Regions from separate parts of the Macaca mulatta genome. Here region 2 is linked to region 1. The links are chromatin contacts, called in public Hi-C maps. All regions are on one chromosome and are shown on one strand. The core of a region is the stretch at or near the end of the contact, and the rest is flanking DNA. Distances in the headings are between cores, read along the strand shown.

Region 1 (3,825 bases), core at 793-3,292:
CTGGAGTCAGGAGAATCTAATGGTTACAGCTCGAGTCACTGACCATTTGCTTCCCCTCCCTAAGCTTCACGTTTGCAACCTGTAAAATGGGCAGCCTGGCCGGGAACATCCATTTCAGCAGATCCCCCAGGCAGGAGCCTGGCTCCAGCATACTGCTTAAGGCCACTGTGATTCCACGACCCCAGTCTCACGGCAGGGTGGCTTTTCCTTCCTTCCTTCAGCACTGGGGAGAGCATGAGTCAACTGTCCAGGGGGTGGACACACAGGGCCGAGCCCGTGTCACCCAGGCCTGCCTGCACCTTCCAGCCCTGGCCACCTCTGTGCCAGCCCCCCAACCCAGGCCAAGGCCTTCCTTACCGCAGACCCTCCTGCCCGCAGACCAAAAACAGTCTCCAAAACAAATCCATGCTAATGAGCTGCTGCAGGGCCGGGCTGCACATCTGCTCAGCAGAAGTTCCACTGCAGACCTCACCAACAACCCTGCCCGCTCCGGCAGCCTCCGACCCTTGGGGTTGTGGGTCGGGGGAAGCAGCTAAACTCAGCCTGAAATTTCACTTTAAAATAATGAGGCCATATCGCTGGCCGATGCAGAACACCTACTCCCGTGTCCACCCCTCCAAAACACAGGCCCGGGAGAGAGGTCCAGTTTGCAGGGGTGGGTGGAGAGGGGTGAGGGTCACCGAGGAAACGCTGCAGCCTCGCCTTTTCTTTGGCCCCAACTCAAGGCAAACCACGCCCAAGCAGTCCCAGCATCTGGGGGAGTCTAGGGAGGCCCCATTCCGCAGTAACAAAGGGTAAGGGGCTCCTTGTTGACAAATTGCTTCCCGGCCAGCGCCCGGTCTTTGGCCTCCAGCCCTGACCTCTGTTTTCCTGGGGTGCCCCTAGTTACAGGCTGGTGGCGTCCAGCTAGGGGAGCCAGGGCCTCCGAAAGCCTGGAAGTATGGCCTTCTCCCTTGATGCCCGCCAACCCCCGGCCACGCCAAGGCGGGCGGCTGCCCCCTCTGCCGCCGCTTGTAAAAGATCAGAATCGCCCCGCCCTAGGAGCGGGCCGGGCAGGTGGCCCGCAGCAGGGCCTGTCGTCCAGCCGGCCTCGCGGGGGTGGAATTCTTAAGAAAACTGAGCCCCCGGAAAGGCTGGCTCTCCCTGCCCCAGACTCAATTCCAGGGAGATGACCCGGGCCAGGCCTCGGGGCTGGCGGGAGGCAGGGGGAGGGTTTGGCGCACCCGGTCTAGGAAACTATTCGTGAACCCCGCTGGGGGAAGGCGAGCCTCCGACACTGGGGGGATTGTCTGGATCGGAGGGCGGGGGGTCAGGGAGACGCGCAGACACAGGGCGAGACCCCCACGGAGGGCAGCGCAGAGACACAAACGCGGGCAGCCGAACACGGAGGCAGACAGGGAACGGTAAGAGACGGGCAGACCCGGGGAAAGTGAGCGGCGGAAACGGAGCGACGGAGGGACAGACACACGGACGTGGGGACCGAAGCAGAGGGGGCCGCGGGAGGCGGAAACGTCCAGAGCCGAGAGGCGCGGCGAGGCCCGGGCATGACCGGGGGACATGCGAGCCCGGCCCGCCCGGCCACGCATCTCCCTCCCTCGCTCCCTCTCTCTCCCGGTCGCGGAAACTCCGATCGAGAAACGGAACCCCGGGGCGAGTCTGGGGACGGGCTCCGGGCACGGCGGTGCCCCCCGGCCACCCCATGCCGCGCCCACGTCCCCAGCGCCGGCGTCCGGAGGCGTCCGCCAGGTCCCCTTAGGCTCCCGGGCTCGGCGGCGGCGCCTCCACCCGGTGGCGCGGCCGCCGGACGCGCCGGGGGACGGAGCTCCGGGCTGGGGGCGCGGCGCTGCCCCCGCGGCCGAAGCCTCTGGAAGCCGGGCGCCCGCGTGCCGGCCCGGGCGGGACTTACCGCGCGCGCCCGCCGGGTCCTGCGGAGCTGGGTGCGGGGGTCGCGGGCCCGGGCGCCCCAGGAGGCTCGGCGAGGCGGCCGGCAGGACTGGGGGCGGCCCCGCGACGCTCGGCTGGGCTGCGCTGCGCGCCGTCTGCGGCCCCGGGCGGGCGCGCGGCGCGGGGGAGCGGCTCCGACGTCAGGGTGGCTCCCTCCAAACAGGGCGCGAGGGCGGGGGCAGCGGGGAGGGCCGCGCGCAGAAAGAGCGGGCGGGCGCGCGCGGCCTCTCCCTCCGGGTGCGCAGGAGGGGGCGCCGCAGCGGCCGGGGCCCCGGGCCCTCTCCCCGCCCGCCCGCCCCGGGCTGGGCTTCGGCGCGCTCCGACGGCGTGGTGGGGCGGCCGGGACGCCTGGCCGGCGCCCGAGAAGCAGGGCAGCGCAGCCGGGCGCCCTGGCCCGTTCTAAAGCGCCCTCCCCGGGTTTCTCTGCGCTTCCACCCTCTCCGCCCGACTTTTCGCGAGCCTGGGCCGTCAGGCCGTGCCAGGCCTCGGGGTGACAAAGATGGATGTGTCCCTTTTGTGGGCACCGGGCATTGCAGACTTGCCTCAAGAATGGGGCGACCCAGCCTGCCGCGTCCCGGCACCAGGAGTCCCTCCTCACTCTGCGGTTCTGCGGTGCACCCCATCTCGCCCGCTCCGGTATGCGACCCGGTTCAAGTCCGTGCTGTTGGTAACCTGGGTCACTCAACCTTGCCCAGTGTTATCCTAGCGTTGCTCTCGGCCCCACACACTTGTTAAGCATCCCGAAAAGCCCCAGGGACTATTAGGAACTAGAAAGCCAGCAAATGAACTCACTTCTCTGACTCCTGAGAAGAGTGGAGCGCCTGGCCCCAGCTTCCAGCCTCACCTCGGGGGTTCCTATCTGATCAGTGGGCACTTGGGTGGATGGATTGCGGCCGTGCCTTCTCTGTGTGCTTAACAACGGGGTAAGAAAATAACTTTGCTCCTGGAAAGTGGTGGCCCAGGGACACCACTGGGACACGATTGTAGGACTTGGGGATTTTGCTTTACAGCATAGTTACCTGTGTCCATGTGTTTTACCTAACTTGGCTGGAAACTTCCAGATAGACGCAGCCCTGCTCGTCTGACTCATGAGGTTGCCGAGCATCCTGGGTGGCTCCTAGTGGCCTGCTGGAAACTCCCTGGTGTACTCCAGCCTACCCGCACCCTCCACACCCAGCCTGCATCTGTGCCTCCTAGCTGTTTCCTGCGCCCTTCCCTCTACCCGGAATTCCCTTCCCCTCCTTTCATCTCTGGCAAATATTCTAACAGCACCAGATTGGAAAGCTTTCCCAAGACCCTCTGGGAGCATCTCCCTCCTCCAGTGTGATCCTGGAGCACTGGATGAGAACTTCTGTTCATGTCAGTTTCCCTCTAGAATAGCTGTGTACATCTCTTTCCTCCATTATACCTTGAGGGCAGGAATCATGTGTTTATTTCAGTGTCTTCATTGCTTATGGGCAGGCCAGGTGAGATGATTGAATTATTATTATTATTATTATTGCTATTATTTTGAGACGGAGTTTTGTTGTTGTTACCCTGGCTGAAATGCAATGGCGAGATCTCCGCTCACTGCAACCTCTGCCTCCTGGGTTCCAGCAATTCTCAGCCTCCCGAGTAGCTGGGATTCCAGGTGCCCACCACCACGCCCGGCCAGTTTTTGTATTTTTAGTAGAGATGCGGTTTTGCCATGTTGCCCAAGCTGGTCTCGAACTCCTGGCCTCAAGTGATCCACCCGCCTGGGCCTCCCAAAGTGTTGGGATTACAGGCGTGAGTCACCACGCCCAGCGAATAAAGTAATTATTATCCCCGTTTGATGTAGCACAGATAGGTCTCCCCTTAATGGTAACTATGACCGTTATAATAGTTCACACATATTGAGCA
Region 2 (3,825 bases), core at 557-3,056, 150 kb after region 1:
ATAAATACTTACTACTTGTGCCATTCTCTTCTGTGAATTCCTGTAATACTCATCCAATACCGTTCTTGCGAGACTTACCCGTATGCTTTTTCTGCCAGTGGCTACCTGTGAAAGGTTTTACTTGTCTATGAGCTCCCTGAGGACAGGGCCTGGCTCAGGGAAACATTCCTGTCATCCGTACTGTTTACCATCCCCTCACAGATCGCCTAATTTGATTTAACCAAAGCAAACAGGCCACGGAGGGCAGATATTATTAGCAATCCAGGTTTCCTGCCACCTAGACTAAGCTCAACAAATATTTGATTGAGAGAGAGAGAGAGGAGAGAGAGAGAGAGAGAGATTGGGAGAGAGAAACTTGAGTCATCTTGTGGAGAGAGGAAGCCCGTCTGGGCAAATGGAATGGTTCTCTGCAGCACATCCAACAGTACTCATAACAGTTAGCATTTGTTGAACTTAATTTTCTTTTTCTTTTCTGTATTTTTTTTTTTTTTTTTTTTTTTTTTTGAGACGGAGTCTCGCTCTGTCACCCAGGCTAGAGTGCAGTGGCCGGATCTCAGCTCACTGCAAGCTCTGCCTCCCGGGTTTAGCCATTCTCCTGCCTCAGCCTCCCGAGTAGCTGGGACTACAGGCGCCCGCCACTTCGCCCGGCTAGTTTTTTGTATTTTTTAGTAGAGACGGGGTTTCACCGTGTTAGCCAGGATGGTCTCGATCTCCTGACCTCGTGATCCGCCGGTCTGGGCCTCCCAAAGTGCTGTTTTTTTGATACAGAGTCTTGCTCTGTCGCCAGGCTGGGGTGCCGTGGCGCGATTTCGACTCACTGCAACCTCTGTCCCCCGGGTTCAAGCGATTCTCCTGCCTCAGCCTCCCGGGTAGCTGGGGCTACAGGTCGGCACCACCAGGCCCAGCTAATTTTTGTATTTGTAGTAGAAACGGGGTTTTACCACGTTGGCCAGGATGGTCTCCATCTCTTGGCCTTGGCCCACCTCGGCCTCCCAAAGTGCCTCGCCTCCATAGCAGGCGTGAGTCACCGCGCCGGGCCTGTTGAACTTAATTTTCTAATCTCTACCTGTGTCATCCTCACAGCTATTCTGTCTGCAGCTATACGGGCAGGGATCTTTATGTCTTATTATTCATCTGTTATCTTCCGGTGCCTAAACAAGGCCTGGTACATAGTAGGTGCTGAATAAATGGTGTCAGCCCGAGGCTCCTGAATTCCCGCCCGGGCTCAGGTGCAGCGCGGCGCTCCAGGTCCCGCCGTAGCGAGCGGCAGCGCTGGGCTCCGGCCCAGCTACCGGCGCGCTCGCCCCGTACTGGGATGGGCTGGGCTGGGCCCGGCCGGGCCGGGCCGCGCTCCGCTCGGCGGCAGTTCCGGGTGCGCCGCAGGAGTGAGCGCGTGCACGGGGTGGGGCGCAGAGGGCCGGTCGCCTCACAGCCCCGGTGCCTTCCGCATCCCCGTCCGCGGGGACTGTGGGGCGCGATTCCCTCGCCGACACCCGCTGCTGCAGGCCCAGAGTCGGGTACTGGACCTCCAACAGCGCGGACACCCCTCCGGCCCGAGCCCCGTACCCCGAGCCCGGAACCCCCGGCAGGCGAGCCGCGCCGCTCCCCGCCCCGCCGCGCAGACCCCGCCCCCGCACCCCGTCGGTGCCCGCCTCCCGCGCCGCTCTCCATACTTGGCGATCGCCGCAGTCCCGCGCGCTCATTGGCCGCGAGCTGGCGGCGTGGGGGGCGGGCCCGGGCCGGGCCGGGGCGGGGAAGGAAGGTGGCGGCGGCCCGGCGCGGGGGGAGGGGGGCGCTGACCCGGATGTTCACTCCTGGGCACCCGGGGAAGTGGAAGCGCCGGGCCCTGCTGCGGGGGGGAGAGCCACTGACGCCGGGACCGGGACCGCCGCCGCCGCCGCCACCATGGTAAAGGCCGCACGGCCCCCTCCCCGGCCCGGGGGCCCCTCCGGAACTCGCGTCCCCCTCCCCCGGCCCATCCGTGGCCCAGGACTGGTGGCTTCCCGGGGTGGGGGAGGGGCGGGGTCCCGGACCCTGGGTGGACCCGGTCCCTCCCCGCCCAGGAGGGTGCCGCCGGCGCGGACGACTTGGGTGGCAGTGACCCTGCCCCCGCTCCCAGCCCTCGCCCTTGGCACAAGCTGGAGTCCCACTCACCACCTCTGTGTCCAGGCTGGTCTCTCCCATAGCCCAGGCTAGACCTTCCCTCCCGAACCGTGGCCCCAGCCAGGCACCCCCCCCGGTGACCCTGGCGTGGGCCCCCTTCCTCCCCCGGTCTAGGGCTAGGTCTGCTTTCCCCCGTCTCTCCCGCCCAGGCTAGGCCGTCGTTTCTCCCTGCCATGGCCCAGGCTAGGCCGCTGCCTCCCTCCCTCCCTTGCCTTCTCCATGGCCTCAGGCTGGACCCCGGTCAGCCCTTCCTGCAGCGGTCTAGGTTTGCTTCCCCTCTTCTCCGTGGCCTCAGCCTGAATCTCCTCATCCCTCTGTGATCTTAAATCTGGACCTCCTCTCCTCCGCCCATGGCCCCGCCTGGACCTCACTGCCCCCTCCCCACCGTGATCCCCTTCCCTGGACTTCTCGCCACTCCTAGCGTAACCTGCGTCAGCCCCGCTCGGTCTCCGCCCTGACCCTCTCATCAGGGTTCTGCCCCCTGCCCCGTGCACGACCCAGGGTACCCTTCCCTGTACCTGGGGCGCGCCTTCTTTGCAGCCTTCGGGAAGCGAGGGGAACTCTCCAGCAGGGATGGGGTGGTCCCGGTGCTGTGCCTTCTCAGTTGCCCCTTCTAGGGAGGCCGCTTGGGAGCCAGCGAGGGAAAGGCGGGCATCGGTGTGCTCAGAAGGCAGCGCGCTGCGCTGCGGGCCCTTCTCGAGGTCGCCGCCGTGGGTGCTGTGCTTGCGAAGCGTCCTGCAGGGCGGGCCGGGGTCCGCGGCGCCCAGGCCTGAGTGGGAGCTGAGGGCTGAGGGTGGGTGGCCCACAGGACAAGGATGAACGCACAATCGCCCTTGTGAGGCCATGGCCTTGGGGGGCCAGCAGGCCCAGGATCCAGCATATGGCCTGGACACCATGCACCCGAGCAGGCGCAGCCTCCCCTTCCCTCTGAACTGTCAGCTTGTAAGGGTTGGAACTGCTGATTATGGAAGTCCCTCGGATCAGGTGAGCAGAACTCCGAGGGAGAGTGCTGGCTCCACTCGTAGTGTTTGATTTGGTAAAGAAGGCAGATGCTATCCAGACTTTTGAGGAACCTGGGGCTTCACATAGGCCCCCACAGATAGACCTGCACTCCTGCCTCTTGATCATTCCGCAGGACAGGCCCAGCACTTAGGTTGGAAGGGCCAGAGAACTTCCTGACAGGGTCAAGGGATTTTTGGAGCATATTTGTATGTGGGCTTTGGGCCTCAAAGTGTTATGAGGACCCTGGTTCCTTGTTTAGTCAAGGGATGTTGCTGCTGAACGAGGGTGAGGAGTTGAGATGAGTTAAGCTTTCTTTTGATACCTTCCTGTATGCTGATTAAAAACAGGGGCAATGCCACTTTTAAGGCCTTCGGATTTCTCCAGTGACGTTGGCTGAAAACTCCTTGTTTGGGGAGGCCTTGTTTTGACCCCAGGTCTGGGTGGAGCACAACTTCTCCAGGGCAGTGTTGGGTGAGGACTTTGAAAGTGGGCTGAAGTTTCGTTGCTGAGTGTGCACTGAAGACAAAGTATGCGGCAGGAAGCGGTGATGCTCCCCAGGTGATGGGAAAGTGCCCCAGTCCCCCAGGAGGAGCACATGACACCTGAAGCTTCTCAGGAGTCTTGCACTCAGCTGTCATCTGAAAAGACTGGAAAGGGTGG

What was found. Hi-C and Micro-C count contacts between places; a contact is called where the count stands out from the background.
Region 2: a Hi-C map of cortical neurons shows a contact between it and region 1, with 3 times the contacts expected there. The contact joins the promoter of CAPZB here to the promoter of NBL1 in region 1. A contact is called at or near these places in 5 of 14 Hi-C or Micro-C datasets (blood, cortical neurons, fetal cortical plate and 2 more).

The regions. Positions count from the first base shown.
Region 1 is chr1:221,334,494-221,338,318 of T2T-MMU8v2.0, forward strand. NBL1 (NBL1, DAN family BMP antagonist) reads right to left here and starts at 2,043. Exons shown (of 4, transcript XM_028838653.2): 1 at 1,907-2,043. It overlaps LOC114673966 (a long non-coding RNA gene), which reads left to right and starts at 1,245. Exons shown (of 3, transcript XR_003724838.2): 1 at 1,245-1,403.
Region 2 is chr1:221,487,439-221,491,263 of T2T-MMU8v2.0, forward strand. It overlaps CAPZB (capping actin protein of muscle Z-line subunit beta), which reads left to right and starts at 1,807. Exons shown (of 10, transcript XM_077972150.1): 1 at 1,807-1,908.